Linked DNA regions of Salvelinus alpinus: region 2 is linked to region 1. Evidence: chromatin contacts called from public Hi-C data. All regions are on one chromosome and are shown on one strand. The core of a region is the stretch at or near the end of the contact, and the rest is flanking DNA. Distances in the headings are between cores, read along the strand shown. Region 1 holds the start of aprt (adenine phosphoribosyltransferase). Region 2 holds the start of acsf3 (acyl-CoA synthetase family member 3).

Region 1 (6,718 bases), core at 1,748-4,247:
TTTAGACATTGATACTTATTGCATATAAATGAGGGCTAGCACAACTAATGGTTATAGATGAAGACAGTAATGAAAATAATAGCACATTGATGGGTACACGCAGATGGTCTATATTGACAAGAAAGTTGTGACTGCTCAAACAATAGAAATGGCAATAAGGCAGATATGCTTGCAAAACTAAGTTTTTCTCAATGTCATATAGATAATTTAACCCTTATTTTACCAGTTAAATTGGCTGAGAACACATTCCCATGTACAGCACCGACCAAGATGAGAGGGGGATGAATGAGCCAATTGGAAGCTGGGGATGATTAGGTGACCATGTTGTGAGGGCCAGATTGGGAATTTAGCCAGGCCACCGGGGTTAACACCCAATTAACAATAAGTGCCATGTGCTCTTTAGTGACCAGAGTCAGGACACCTGTTTAACATCCCATACGAAAGATGGCACCCTACACAGTGTAATGTCCCCAATCACTGCCCTGGGGCATTTTTTAAGACCAGAGGAAAAAGTGCCTCCTACTGCCCTCCAACACCACTTCCAGCAGCATCTGGTCACCCATCCAGGGACAACCCTGCTTAGCTTCAGAGACAAGCCAGCCAGCACTTCCTTTTGGCATTTTTTTTATTTATTTCTCATCTACACCTTGTTGAGGGTCAGTATTTTGAACCAATGTAAGAATAAGTGGCTTTTCAATTGCACATTGTTATCAAAGAAGCCTCACGTAATTTGACAGAGTTCCATAGAAAAAAGGGTTAATCTCATGTGGACCGGTTTTGGGAAGAGAGAATCAGCTCGCTTCGCCTCTTTCTCTATGGTACTCTTCCTGCTTTCGCCAGTCCACCCATTATGCCATTATTGACTTGAATGGGGACGCCTGTTCTATTCATATGACGGCACGTGGAGGAGAGGAGAAAAATGTGTGTAAAAATATTTTTGTTGTTGCTGCTATTCGAACAGTTATTACAGTGACCGTGGTCATTTGGCTGGCCAAATAGTCTTCCAGAATTCCATAACCGTCACAGACGTACTATGTATACTTATAAAATGAATGGCATTTGCTTTATAGTACATAACAATGCTTTGAAAAGTTCACCTATGTAACAAAAACAAAAGTCTCCATCACAATTCATTACAGTTGGGTAGGAACTGTAAGACAGTAAACTGCATCAAAGTAGTGTGTTTTAAACCATACTGAATGGAACACTTGGAATTGTTTTGACCTCAATACTGCACCAGGGAGAAGAGGGTATTTGGCTTCAGCTTTTCAACCCCGTTGAGCTCTTTGAGCTCAATGACCACCATGCAGCCCATTACCTCTGCATTCTGTTTCTTCATGAGCTCACAGGCAGCATACAGGGTTCCTGACAAACAGTAGAGAAAGTTAGGTAGAGTACTACTGAGTAATATGGAGGCATTGTCATCGACACTAGTCTCAAAACAAAGACGGGTAATGCCAATGAAACACAGTTCCCTCCAATCAATATATATTTTTATCTGTCACACTGTCCACTTATTTGTACAAAATACACCCCATAAACAGTGAAATGCCTCACCTCCAGTGGCTAGTAGATCATCGATGAGAAGCACTTTCTCTCCTGGAGCCACTGCATCCTCCTGGACCTCAACCTCAGCCTGATGAAGGAATATTAATTGAACATGAATGTTATAAACAAATAGCAGGTTCCAATACATAAAATGTACTTTTCAGAGGCTTGGAGCTGTGATATGAAAGGACAGAAAGGTGTAGGAGGTAATACAGCTGTCATCACCAGCCAATTTCACCTCTCCATACTCCAGTTTGTATGCCACAGACACTGTAGGCCCTGGGAGCTTTCCCTTCTTCCGGACCAGCACAAATCCCACTCCTAACCTCTGGGCTAGAAGGGGTCCGAAGAGAAATCCCCGAGCATCCAGACCTACAGGACATATATCCCGCTGTTAGAACACAGTGACCATCCATGGTGTTGAAGGAAATATGTGGTTAAATGACAGCTGCAGCTGTAACCTTCAATGAGCTCAGAATTGCATAATTCCCAGACAGCAAGAGAACTGGGGAGCTGCATGGTGTCCTCAGTGACACATGCGCCAGTCCCATTGCTTCTCGTGTTAATGTTCCTCAGGAGCTGCATATGACAGTGACAAGGACTGCTTTTACACAGACAGCCCAATTCTGATATTTTATCCACCAATTGGTCTTTTGACCAATCACATCAGATCTTTCTCAGAGCTGATCTGATTGGCCAAAAGACCAAATTAGGCTGCCTGTCTAAACGCAGCCATGGGGATGACTCACCGACAATCAGTTCTACTTGGGGATGAGTCTGCCTCACATGTTCCTCAAAAAGATCGATGACTGCCGTCAATGCACCCGGGTCTTTAAGAATTGGACAGATGTCTCTGTGTGACACACAAAAACACATCATTCACATTTGCTGTTGAAATAAATATTCTAACTAGCTATCTCGTAAAATGTATCTTCTATCGAGCATTTCAACATAGCTAGCTAGCTACTACAAAATAGTATTACACGCATGCACGTTATTTTGAATAGAAAGCTAGCATTGCAAAGATGGCTAGCTATCTAACTCAGCACATGAATGTAACGCTAGCTAGCTAGGTTTATCGCGATAATCTATCATTCACTACCTAACAGTTACCTGAAAAGTATTCCTTTGCTTGGGAAATCAGGAAAACATTTTATGTGTTTGGTGACCAAATCTAACTTTGCTTCTCTCGTGTGGACTGCCATGTCTAACTGAGCGTTAACTTCCTGTGGAATCGTCTGTGTGGACTTTGAGGCAAAAGGTCAGATGCCGGTAGTCATGCGACAAAATCCGGGTCGTCACTAGTTACCACAGCCACAAAGTCAGAAACTCAGCCTATTTGTACAATGTATCTTCTTAAAATCAGACGTTGAACGTAACTACACTGCTGACCGTATGCCTAACCTTAAATTAAAAGCAAATTGTAGATATGCTATCTAGTGGAAACCCCAAACCCGTGCTGTTCGTTGACTTCGAGACATCGATTGGGTATTCCCTAGATTCCCCAGCCACAAAGTCAGAATAAACTGCCTTTATCGTAAAAATGTATGACAACAAAAATGAGCTTTTTGGTCGTCATTTAAGGTTAAGGTTAGACATACGGTTAGCAGTGTGGTTAAGGTTAGGTTTAACATTTAAAAAAAATATATATATATATAGACTGTAGAAATAGGCGGGATTTAGCTATAATATAATTGTCATCAATAATAATTATATGAATATTCCTCTCATAATAGTGAGAGGAATGCCGAGGCGTCACCCAAGTAGGTGCTTCACAGAGTGGAAGAGAATTCCAGTGGCTATAAAACTCGGTCTGATTCCGACTTGCCCTGTACAAGATCATCAGCAGACTTCATCACCATCATTTACCATCGTCTGACCAGTTCCCTCCGCTCAAGCCACGAACCGATGACCCTCTCGCGATTTCTATTATAAAAAGCGCTCGAAGTTGAATAAATTACTATTATTATGACTTTGTGACTGTGGAAACAAGTGACGACCCATCGATTGACGCAGAAATCTTCAATCTGCCGCCCACTAGAAAACATCTGTCAAGAACATTTTGAAAAACAACGTGGCATAAAAATGAAACATTGTTTTATTCTAGTTAAAACAGCTTGTTGTTGTTGTTGCCCTATTTAAATGTCTTCCACAATAGTGCATAAGTAAGTAAAGAGAGAGAAAACATCTACAGAGATGGCATCATAAAAAAAGCAGTTGCAAATCAGCTTCATTCTATTAATAATCATATGGTACACAGACAGCATTCGTCCCATTGTTAATGTCCTTCATTCAAACCATATGTTGTTCTGTTTCAACATTACAAGTTAAAAACGAATAGAAATTCAAGTTGAATTCCTGAAAATTGCTCTTCATCAAGGCAGCATCTTCGCTGACATCCTCCCTCTTCCCAGGGTGGCGCTGAAACAGATAGCTAATGCGGCCAGTCACACTTCCACGGCTGTGACTTGGGTGCTTTAAGGCATTTTCCTAACTTTTCACATCCTGGAGGTGCCTGTTCTGTCAATGAAAGAAACCACAGAAAACATTCTTACACATTCATTCACTTGAGCTGAACATTATTAAAATTATGTTCTCCAAGGAAACCACATGGGGGAGCTGCTGCTACACTAGTGATACACAGATCTCAGAATCATGGACAAACTGCTTCAGCAATGAGCATACAAAGCAATGTTCCTTTTTAGCTGTTTTGTAAAAACGAAAACCAATGAGACAGACACTCCCTATTTTTTACAAAAGCAGCTAAAACCCACAGGAACAGTTGCTGAGACAAAAGGTCCAAGAATCACACTGCTGTGTTTTTCCACAAATAACAATAAGATAGTCTATTATTTTACGAACAAAGGGAAAGAAAATAGCTCTGGTAAACAAATCTGAAATTGTGCCCACATAGTTTACTGAAAGCATTCAGCATTATAAAAAGATAAAGGAAATGAGAAAATGCGTCCCTACAGCAAGATCTTAATCAATTTATTTTCTAAAATAATTTTCTTTGTGAAAGAACACACAAGTCAGAGATGTTAACACTGGAAACAAAAGCCACAGAACAATACTATGAAACAAAATGTATTATATCAAACAAGTTAAAGGAGGCTACATGGGAAATGGACATTCTGTGTAGTATTGATCTTACCATGACAGCCATGTCACACATATTGAGCTGGGGCACACCTGGTACCAAACCCTTCTTATGCTTCTCCACCACTGCTGTGATCCGACTCAGTACATCCCAGTACTCCTTAGTCACAACACTGCAGAGAAACACACAGACGTAAGTAGTTGTGCAAAACACTCACCACACATACAAACATACCATTCAGTCAATATTGGCATGTGGTCACACCATCCAGAATAACAACAGCACAGTAAAGGCATACGGCTACATCTTGTATTCACACACTAACACAGACTCACCTAAAATGTCTGAACAGATGCATGAGGCTCTCCAATCAGAGCTTGGTCAAGGACAAACACTCAGGTTTTCACCTTCTCCCACACACAAACAACACACCACACACACAACACACCAATGGCGTGGTTATACAATTTAACATAGAGAATAGATGTCAGTCACAGCACATAGACAGATGACAGAAGGTCACTGCTCACACAAATGCACATTCACACACAAACAAAGCAGGCCTACAATATAGATCAGTGTAAAACAATCTCTGAATGATTAGTAAAACATTTTTCATAAATCAGTTTCATAAATCTGCAGCTGTCTTCCAAGTGCTGTACAGCCTAAAATGACTATCTATTATCATTGTATGACACCTGCCTGCCTTTAAACAACTGATATAATCCATAGCGAATGTACACACTAATGACTGAAACAGTTTAAACCCGACAAGCTTAACTCATACGAGAGCCTATTGACAGCATGTGCACACACACACACACACACACACACACACACACACACACACACACACACACACACACACACACACACACACACACACACACACACACACACACACACACACACACACACACACACACACACACACACACACACACACACACACACACACACACACAGCCCCTTTGGGGAGCCCTCTCAGCAGGATTGGCCATGTTCCCCATCCCCTGTCTCTCAATTATTCTTGTTGGACACGGCCGAGCACCTCTGTGCATTATTATATTCAGTGTGTAAAACGCAGAGGCCCTGAAGTGTTTCAAAGGAACACTGCTCTGTCTGCTCTCAATAGGACCTGTAGGGTTAATGGGCTCTCTGTGTTTGGGGGGAGTGGGCGGTTGGTGGCGCGACACGTGGATAGACAAATATCACCAGTGCAATTACACCCATAATACAGTCGCAAGCAGCACCTGTGCCAGCTCCCCCCCCCCCCCCCCTGCCCCTCCCCAAAGCCAGCTCTCTGATTGGCCCCTGGGGAGGGTGTGCGTGAGGTGAAGTGTCAATTAGTGTAATAACCCCAGGCCCTGTCCGGCTCACACCGCCTATCCCCTCCAACTCCACACCTACTCCCTTCCACCTCCCCTCCTCCTTCTCCCCTCCTCCTCACCTCCACCCCTCCACCTCCTCTCAACCTCCCAGAGGGCAGTGGGGCTTCTGACACACAATAGCACCTGCTCCCCTATTCCTCAGCCATGTGCTACTCCTATATTCACACCCTCTGCTCTCCCAGCATCACTACTCTACTGCCCCAGTGTTCCCCACTACAACTCATCCTTTAGGTCCTTAACAAGGCCATGGCGGTCTAAACTTACCATCTGCTCTCCGCCTTGGCTTGGTGGTTATTTCTTATGGTTGCGTGGTGACGCAATACTGTGCAATGACCTAGAATCACAACATACCATGGCCTTGATCATATCTTTAATGAGTAAAGGTTTCTATAGAAACAAGTGTTTCATTTCAGATTAAATTTGACTATGTATGTATTTGAAATCACAAATTCCGCTTCATGGACCGAAGACAATATCTTGATCAAAATGATGGAGATTTCATTACCATCCTATCTGTTCTCTGCTCTGTATTGATCACTGTGATTCGTTTTCAGATAACTTCTGAAGCTGCTTTATCGCACTAAATATTAGAACCATACATCAGAGCCAGACCAAACACAGTGTGCAACACAGGCGGCTGGTGGCACCTTATTTGGGGAGGAAAGGCTAATAGTAATGG
Region 2 (6,416 bases), core at 1,033-3,532, 170 kb after region 1:
TTTTAATTAACAGTTCAGCATAAACCAAACATGTTTTTGCACAGATGGGGAGCATTAGGCATCAGTGAGGTCCCAGTCAAGTCCCAAAGAGTGTATGGAGCACAGCTATCCAGTCATAGCAAAGCATGTGATACAATTCCTCTCCAGACAGCTCTGTAAGAAGATAAACACTGTGTTAACCAAGGAGAGTGTCTCTTGTTCTGTTATTTATTTCCTCTGAGTTGAAAATATTTCTAAGAGCTTTTCTAACAAATGACCTCGGTTCCGCCGCATCGATCATTTTGAAAAGACTCAAAAGAGAGTGGAAAGGTCATCCATTCAATCGTAATCATTCCTTAGCAAAAGATTGAATGCATTTTTGTTAGCTTTGTACAGAAAAATCCTCAGCTGGCTTTTGAAAGCATCAACAACTTCTCCCAACAAGAAAAAAAGCAGTATCTCTGTCTTTCACCTAGAATAAACCATCGCCCAAGGAGACATATCCCAGTAAGCTTGGGCACAGCCCAAACGCAGTGGTCCCGGCCGTGGTGGTTAGTATGTGGGTGGTGTGAGATAGTCATATGTTTACAGTGCTGCATCTCTTGGATGGAAGTCAAGTTTGCAGCTGCAGCTCAGAATAATTCATCGCCCCCTCCACGCCCGGGAGGATCCACAGGTAGTTGATGAAGTGGCAGTGCCAAGCGTCCCAACTGGCGAAGACAAAGCGCAGCTGCTGAGAGTCAACGCGGCCAGATGCCGCTGCCGACGTACCATGTGTTCCAAGTGGGGCAAGAGGGGGAGAGTAGAGGCGCTTGCCAAGATCATTCTCACATGGTGCCAACCTGACACATGTTCTGGCACTCCCGACGGTTTCTTCTCCCAGCTCGCTTCTCTCCTTCCCTCAGATATGAGGGGGTCTTCTCTCACACACTCTCTCCTGTCTGAAGTCTTATGCCAGTCCTGTGCCAACCGAAAGGGGAGTTGGCGCCCGCTGCCGGCCAAGTTGCACGCCCGCTCCGGAGCTCCGTCAAGACGGCAGGCGCTGGCTGGCATCCTGAGAGGAGAGCAGAGTGCCAAGCGTCTGTTCGCCAGGTCACCATGCCCCCCATTGTGTCCATCCCAGTATGTCTCTCCAGAGCAGCTCCATGTGTAGTGCTGAGTGGCTGGAATTCCAGATCTGCCTTATGCTATGTGTCAGCAACATGGCTGATCTCGACAGCCGCAAATAAGCCGTTTTAATCCAAAACAAACATGGTCTTTGTAACCAAAGTACAAACGTAGAAAACAAAAATATGTATCCACATTCGACAGTTTAGTTCGTATCAGTATAGCGGTGTCATCTGCATGAATAATTACTGAGCCAATATTCTGATAAAGGGATGCTCTATGAAGATGATATAGCTGCTGGTGGCATCTTCTCGACTGGCGTTTCCTCTGCGAATGGAATGGCTCTCCCTTTGACGATACTACTTCTGAAACTGGAGGGGAGTTTTTCTGAGACAAAGCCTCCAGTTTCATAGGAACATGCCATCCTCGTTTGCAATGTAGGGGTTCAGGGAAGTGAAAACTTTTTGAATGAGTGCCATGTCTGAACAATTCTTATCTGAGGCCCGCGACTGCCAGCTGGTGGCTGAATGTGCCCGGCTCTGTGAGATGATGCCAAGCTAGTTGGCACACTGGAGAAGTGGCATAGAGTGATCTAATGCCAAAACAACTCTGGGTGCATATCCCACTTTCTCTCCTCTTCCATCTCCCTCATGGCCCATGTCTCAGTTTGAATTGACACGTGTTCACAACAGAAGTCTTAGTGAGATTCTCAACAACAGATGCCACCAGGTTGAGGCAAGAGGAGGTGGAAAGAGATTCAAGTTTTCAAACTCCAAACATTGAGATTTGACATAGTTTACAGTAATGAATGGGTTACTGATAGTCATAGAGGTTATATTAAGAGGTCAGTCAAGTCTTCTACCACTTGATTCCTCACCACTCTTGATCCAGGAAAACAAATCCCCCCCAAAATAAAATAGAATTACCAAATTGCATAAACATAACTCAATTAAATGTACAACAATCTAGCAAGAGGTTATTGGCTCTTTTGTGTTAAAGTGGAGTAGCATCTCCTCCTACCCCACACCTTTTCCTGGAAAGTGTAGCCTAACATCATAATAAAGCACAGATACATCTTTGTTTTAAAGTAGTCAAGCATTGCAGTACGAAAAGGACTTGTTTGTACTATTGTTTATTTATCCTGCAAATTTAACAAAACCTGGATTTTCAGTCCCAGATTGCTTTGCTCCGTGTTTCACAACCAGAACCCTAAACTCCAGCTTCAGTTTCCATTCGGAGTTTTATTGTGACGCACCGTCACAAGAATGACCGGTGTTTGGGTAAGGTGAATATTTACATTAGCAGTAGGTTTGAATTACCAGCTTAGCAAACATTGCGCTCTTTGAGAAAACGGATATCGTTTAAACATACTAACATCGCATGTTAGAATCTAAAACACAGTCGGGTTTTCTCGCTAAAAATCTTCACCAGCATGATCTAGCTAGCTAAGTTAGCTAGCTGCTATTTATGAGCATATTCATTGAGTGGTGTTACGTTAGCTAGCCAGTTAGCTGCACCATTACCCTCATGTCCAAAGATCAAGTCAGGTGACAGACTGTTTGCTGAAGTTGCAGAGCTACTTCACTGTATCTGTAAAAGCTAAACTGTATACCAAAGTGAATGAAGCAAAAACCAACAGTGTGCTCACCACAAACTGATTATTATTCTGTGCCACTGCCTGTCCCTGAAGGATTTGTCCTTTCAAAATAAACAGCTTGGCATAGCAAGATATTTGCCAGCAGTCTAGCCTGCACAGTATTCATAGAGGTGTCACTGTGGATAAAGGCTAACTGCAAGCCTGTCAGAAATACAGTCATATCACTATAGCAGGGATAGCGTCTATTCTTATGAAAACAATTTCACTTAGCCTATGTTAATTATGACTCTCAAAATGAACAGGTATTCCAATGCGACCATTGTGTGGCTTGACATCATGAGGATGGACTTTTTATGAGGATAACATTGGTGGCTTTGAGCAGCATAGTCTCCCATCATGTTGCCAGGGGCAGTACGTCACTCAGTCCCTCTGTGGCGCTCTGCTTTGGCCTCTGGCTGCTTGCAGTCTGAGGCAGGGCCAGGGAGATGGCTGCTGGGACAGGTCCTGAGGAGAGCCTACACCTCCACAAGAGCAAGGCAGGCTGCAGCAGGGGACAGTGCCCCTGTGTTTTCCAGAGCCCAAGTGTACAAGGACAAGCTGGCCATAGTGGACGACAGTGGGAGCCACAGCTACAGGGACTTGTATGGCAGTAGTAGGGGCCTGGCTGCGCGTATCAAGGCAGCTCTGGACTGTCCCTCTGGGGACCTGCAGGGGAAGCGCATCTCCTTCCTGTGCGCCAACGATGCCTCGTACACGGTAGCCCAGTGGGCATCCTGGATGTGTGGCGGCACGGCCGTGCCTCTCTACAGGAAGCACCCTCCGTCTGAGCTGGAGTACATCATCTCTGACTCCCAGAGCTCCCTGCTGGTGGCTGGGCAGCCGTACGCAGACACCATGGAGCCCCTGGCCCACAGACTGGGACTGCCCTACCTGCAGTTGCCCCCCACCTCCAGCCTCAGCTCCCTGCTGGAAGCCCCAGAGAACCAGCCTGAGCCTGGCATCACAGACTGGGCCCAGCGTCCTGCCATGATCATCTACACCAGCGGCACCACAGGCAGGCCCAAAGGGGTTCTCCACACTCACAGCAACATTCAGGCCATGGTAAATTGATTATTCAGTTGTTATATGCATTAATTGTGAGCATAAGATGAATACTATGTTATTCTGTACACTGCTTTTTATCATAATGATGTACTGAGTCATGTTGAATATTTGATCAGTCTGAAGGTTGGACTGAATTTTGAAAGTTAAAGCTTTTTTTCATTACTGATACTAACCAGGTTTCCATCCAACCTTTTTAGGGCACCTGAGTGGCGCAGCAGTCTAAGGCACTGCATCTCAGTGCTAGAGGCGTCACTACAGACACCCTGGTTCGAATCCAGGAGTCCCATAGGGCGGCGCACATTTGGCCCAGCGTCGTCTGGGTTTGGCCGGTGTAGGCCATCATTGTAAATAAGAATTTGTTCTTAACTGACTTGCCTAGTTAAATAAAGGTTAAATAAAATAAAAAATAACAATTTAGAGTAAAGTACGTATCGGATAAAAGAATGTCATGACAGTCCTGATGGAAACATAACATTTTTCGGTAAACTTTCCAAACATCGACAAAACAAAATACGCTAGAAAAGGTGTCGGTAAAATGAATAATTCAACAAATGTAGGTGGAAACGCTGTTCTGATTAAATATTGAAATAATAATCATCAAACTTGGAGTCACGTGATGACATGTTGTGTGGGCATCCCACTACAACTCGTTGGGACACCATGCAGTTTATTAAGCTTCAGATGAAATGAGTTATGATGAACTTCACAGGGTGGTGAAAGTGCAAGGTGATGAGCTTGATGCTGCTTTCAATGCTAAATATCGAGGGTCTTATTCTTCTGACATGATCATCGATGCTTGGCTGCCGTTTGACAAATCAAAATAAATAGCGCTCTTTTTTCCATAATAATCTCATCGTGTAGGCTATAACGCTAAATGTTTTGAGACAACTGTCAGTAGAGTTGAAAATGCGATGGAAACCCATTTAACTTAATTTTTATTTGGTACATGGAAATTTAACCGCAAAAAGTATTTTTTAATATATTCGCATGAAAACCTGTCGCCAATTGAATGGAAACGTAGTTAATGTTAGTATTTTTTTATGTTTTATTTCCTGGTGTCGGTACTGTGAACTTCAGAGAAGTATTTTTCTCTTGACGTATTAATAGGGGTTCTGTTGAGACAGTTTTCTGTAGCCCTTTGGTAGTACGTAAGGGTGGGTTGGCGGGGGTTACACATACGACGGACACAGTGTCGTTTTGCTTTTGTTCCACATGAGCTTTCTGAATAATCGGCCAAATTATTTCATTACATGGGGCACTTCAGGCTGTGGAGGATTTATTTTGGTACATTTTCAACCAAAATTGACCTGCATGTCCAATAGAGTGGAAAATTAGATCACCCTCAATTAAGGAGCTTCATTTTGAAATGACAAGCCCAGGGAGGGAGCTCGGTGAGGGAGAGAAGGTTCCTGGAAGGTTGAGCGCTTAGGGACACTATCCATTCCCTCTGCTCCTTCCAGCTATCTGGCCCTGCTCACTAAAGACAGGGGTTTACTCTCTTTTTGCACGGTGGTTACATTAATACGTACCGGTATGTTTGATAAGGAGTGAAAGAAACCTTCAGGCAGGACCACCATGAAAGCTTTTGAGTGAGTTACCCATCATTATATAGAAAGGAAATGTCCAAAGAACTGTAAGGAAAACATTGTATGACCAAATAGCTCAGTGGATCTCTCATGTCTCCCAGGTTCAGGGTCTGGTGTCAGAGTGGGGCTGGTCCAGAGATGATGTCATCCTTCACATCTTGCCCCTGCACCACGTCCACGGCATCGTCAACAAGCTGCTCTGCCCTCTCTGGGTGGGTGCCACCACCGTCATGCTGCCTACCTTCCAGCCTCAGAAGGTACATTGCAACTATAGTACACTACTACTGCTACTACTACTTGTAACATGCTGTTTCAGTTGACTCCCACCTCATGTCCTGTCTGTGTGCTGTCAGGTATTCTACTGCAGTCTGCCTTGTGTGTGTTAGCAGTAAGTAGTGCTCTGTAAGGGACTTGCGGGGATCCACTCCACAGACCTGAACAATGGAGACACACCGGGGTGGGAGGCGGGTGGGGAGTAGACGGGGGCTGCTGTTCAACCTTATTGGCTAGTTGTCAGCTATTGGTGCTAATTGTAGCAGGGTTGCTGTGCTGAAAGCACCGGGCCGGAGGCGTCAATAACAGAGCCTGGAGCTGAGCTGACATGGACAGTTCCATGATGCCCCCTCTGCCTTATCCCGCTGGGCCGCTGGGGGTCAGGGGTAGAGGCAGCCAGGCAGGCAGGCAGGCAGTGCTCCCCCCCAGACTGTCACACTAAGCGTTTGGGGCTGGGTGATGGATTGCCCTGTGTGGCTTTGTATCTGACCACGCCAACTCATAGCACAGGCTTTAGAGCCAGATCAATCGATGAGGTGACATTGAAGGATGATAGTGCTTGTTTGGAGGGGTGGTGGTGGAGTAGGTAAGGGGGGTGGTGTCAGAGGGGTTTTAAGGTCTAGGAGAACTTAATGGGAGTCAAGGGTATGATTGACAGGTAAGGGCTGTAGAGGACAACCAATAAAGAGGAGGTTTACTGTAGTATCAGAGCATTTCACTTTCTTTGTACCTAACCTGACCTTGTGTACAAAATAGACAGCAGACGCTTT

What was found. Hi-C and Micro-C count contacts between places; a contact is called where the count stands out from the background.
Region 2: a Hi-C map of red muscle shows a contact between it and region 1, with 6 times the contacts expected there. The contact joins the promoter of acsf3 here to the promoter of aprt in region 1. A contact is called at or near these places in 2 of 3 Hi-C or Micro-C datasets (muscle and red muscle).

What each region holds. Positions count from the first base shown.
Region 1 is chr33:14,154,718-14,161,435 of SLU_Salpinus.1, forward strand. aprt (adenine phosphoribosyltransferase) reads right to left here and starts at 2,998. Exons shown (of 5, transcript XM_071381665.1): 1 at 2,662-2,998; 2 at 2,298-2,401; 3 at 1,787-1,920; 4 at 1,558-1,636; 5 at 1-1,365. The coding sequence starts at 2,753. The coding sequence ends at 1,226. It also overlaps the pseudogene LOC139562859.
Region 2 is chr33:14,322,450-14,328,865 of SLU_Salpinus.1, forward strand. acsf3 (acyl-CoA synthetase family member 3) reads left to right here and starts at 2,283. Exons shown (of 11, transcript XM_071381654.1): 1 at 2,283-2,366; 2 at 2,986-3,784; 3 at 5,475-5,630. The coding sequence starts at 3,080.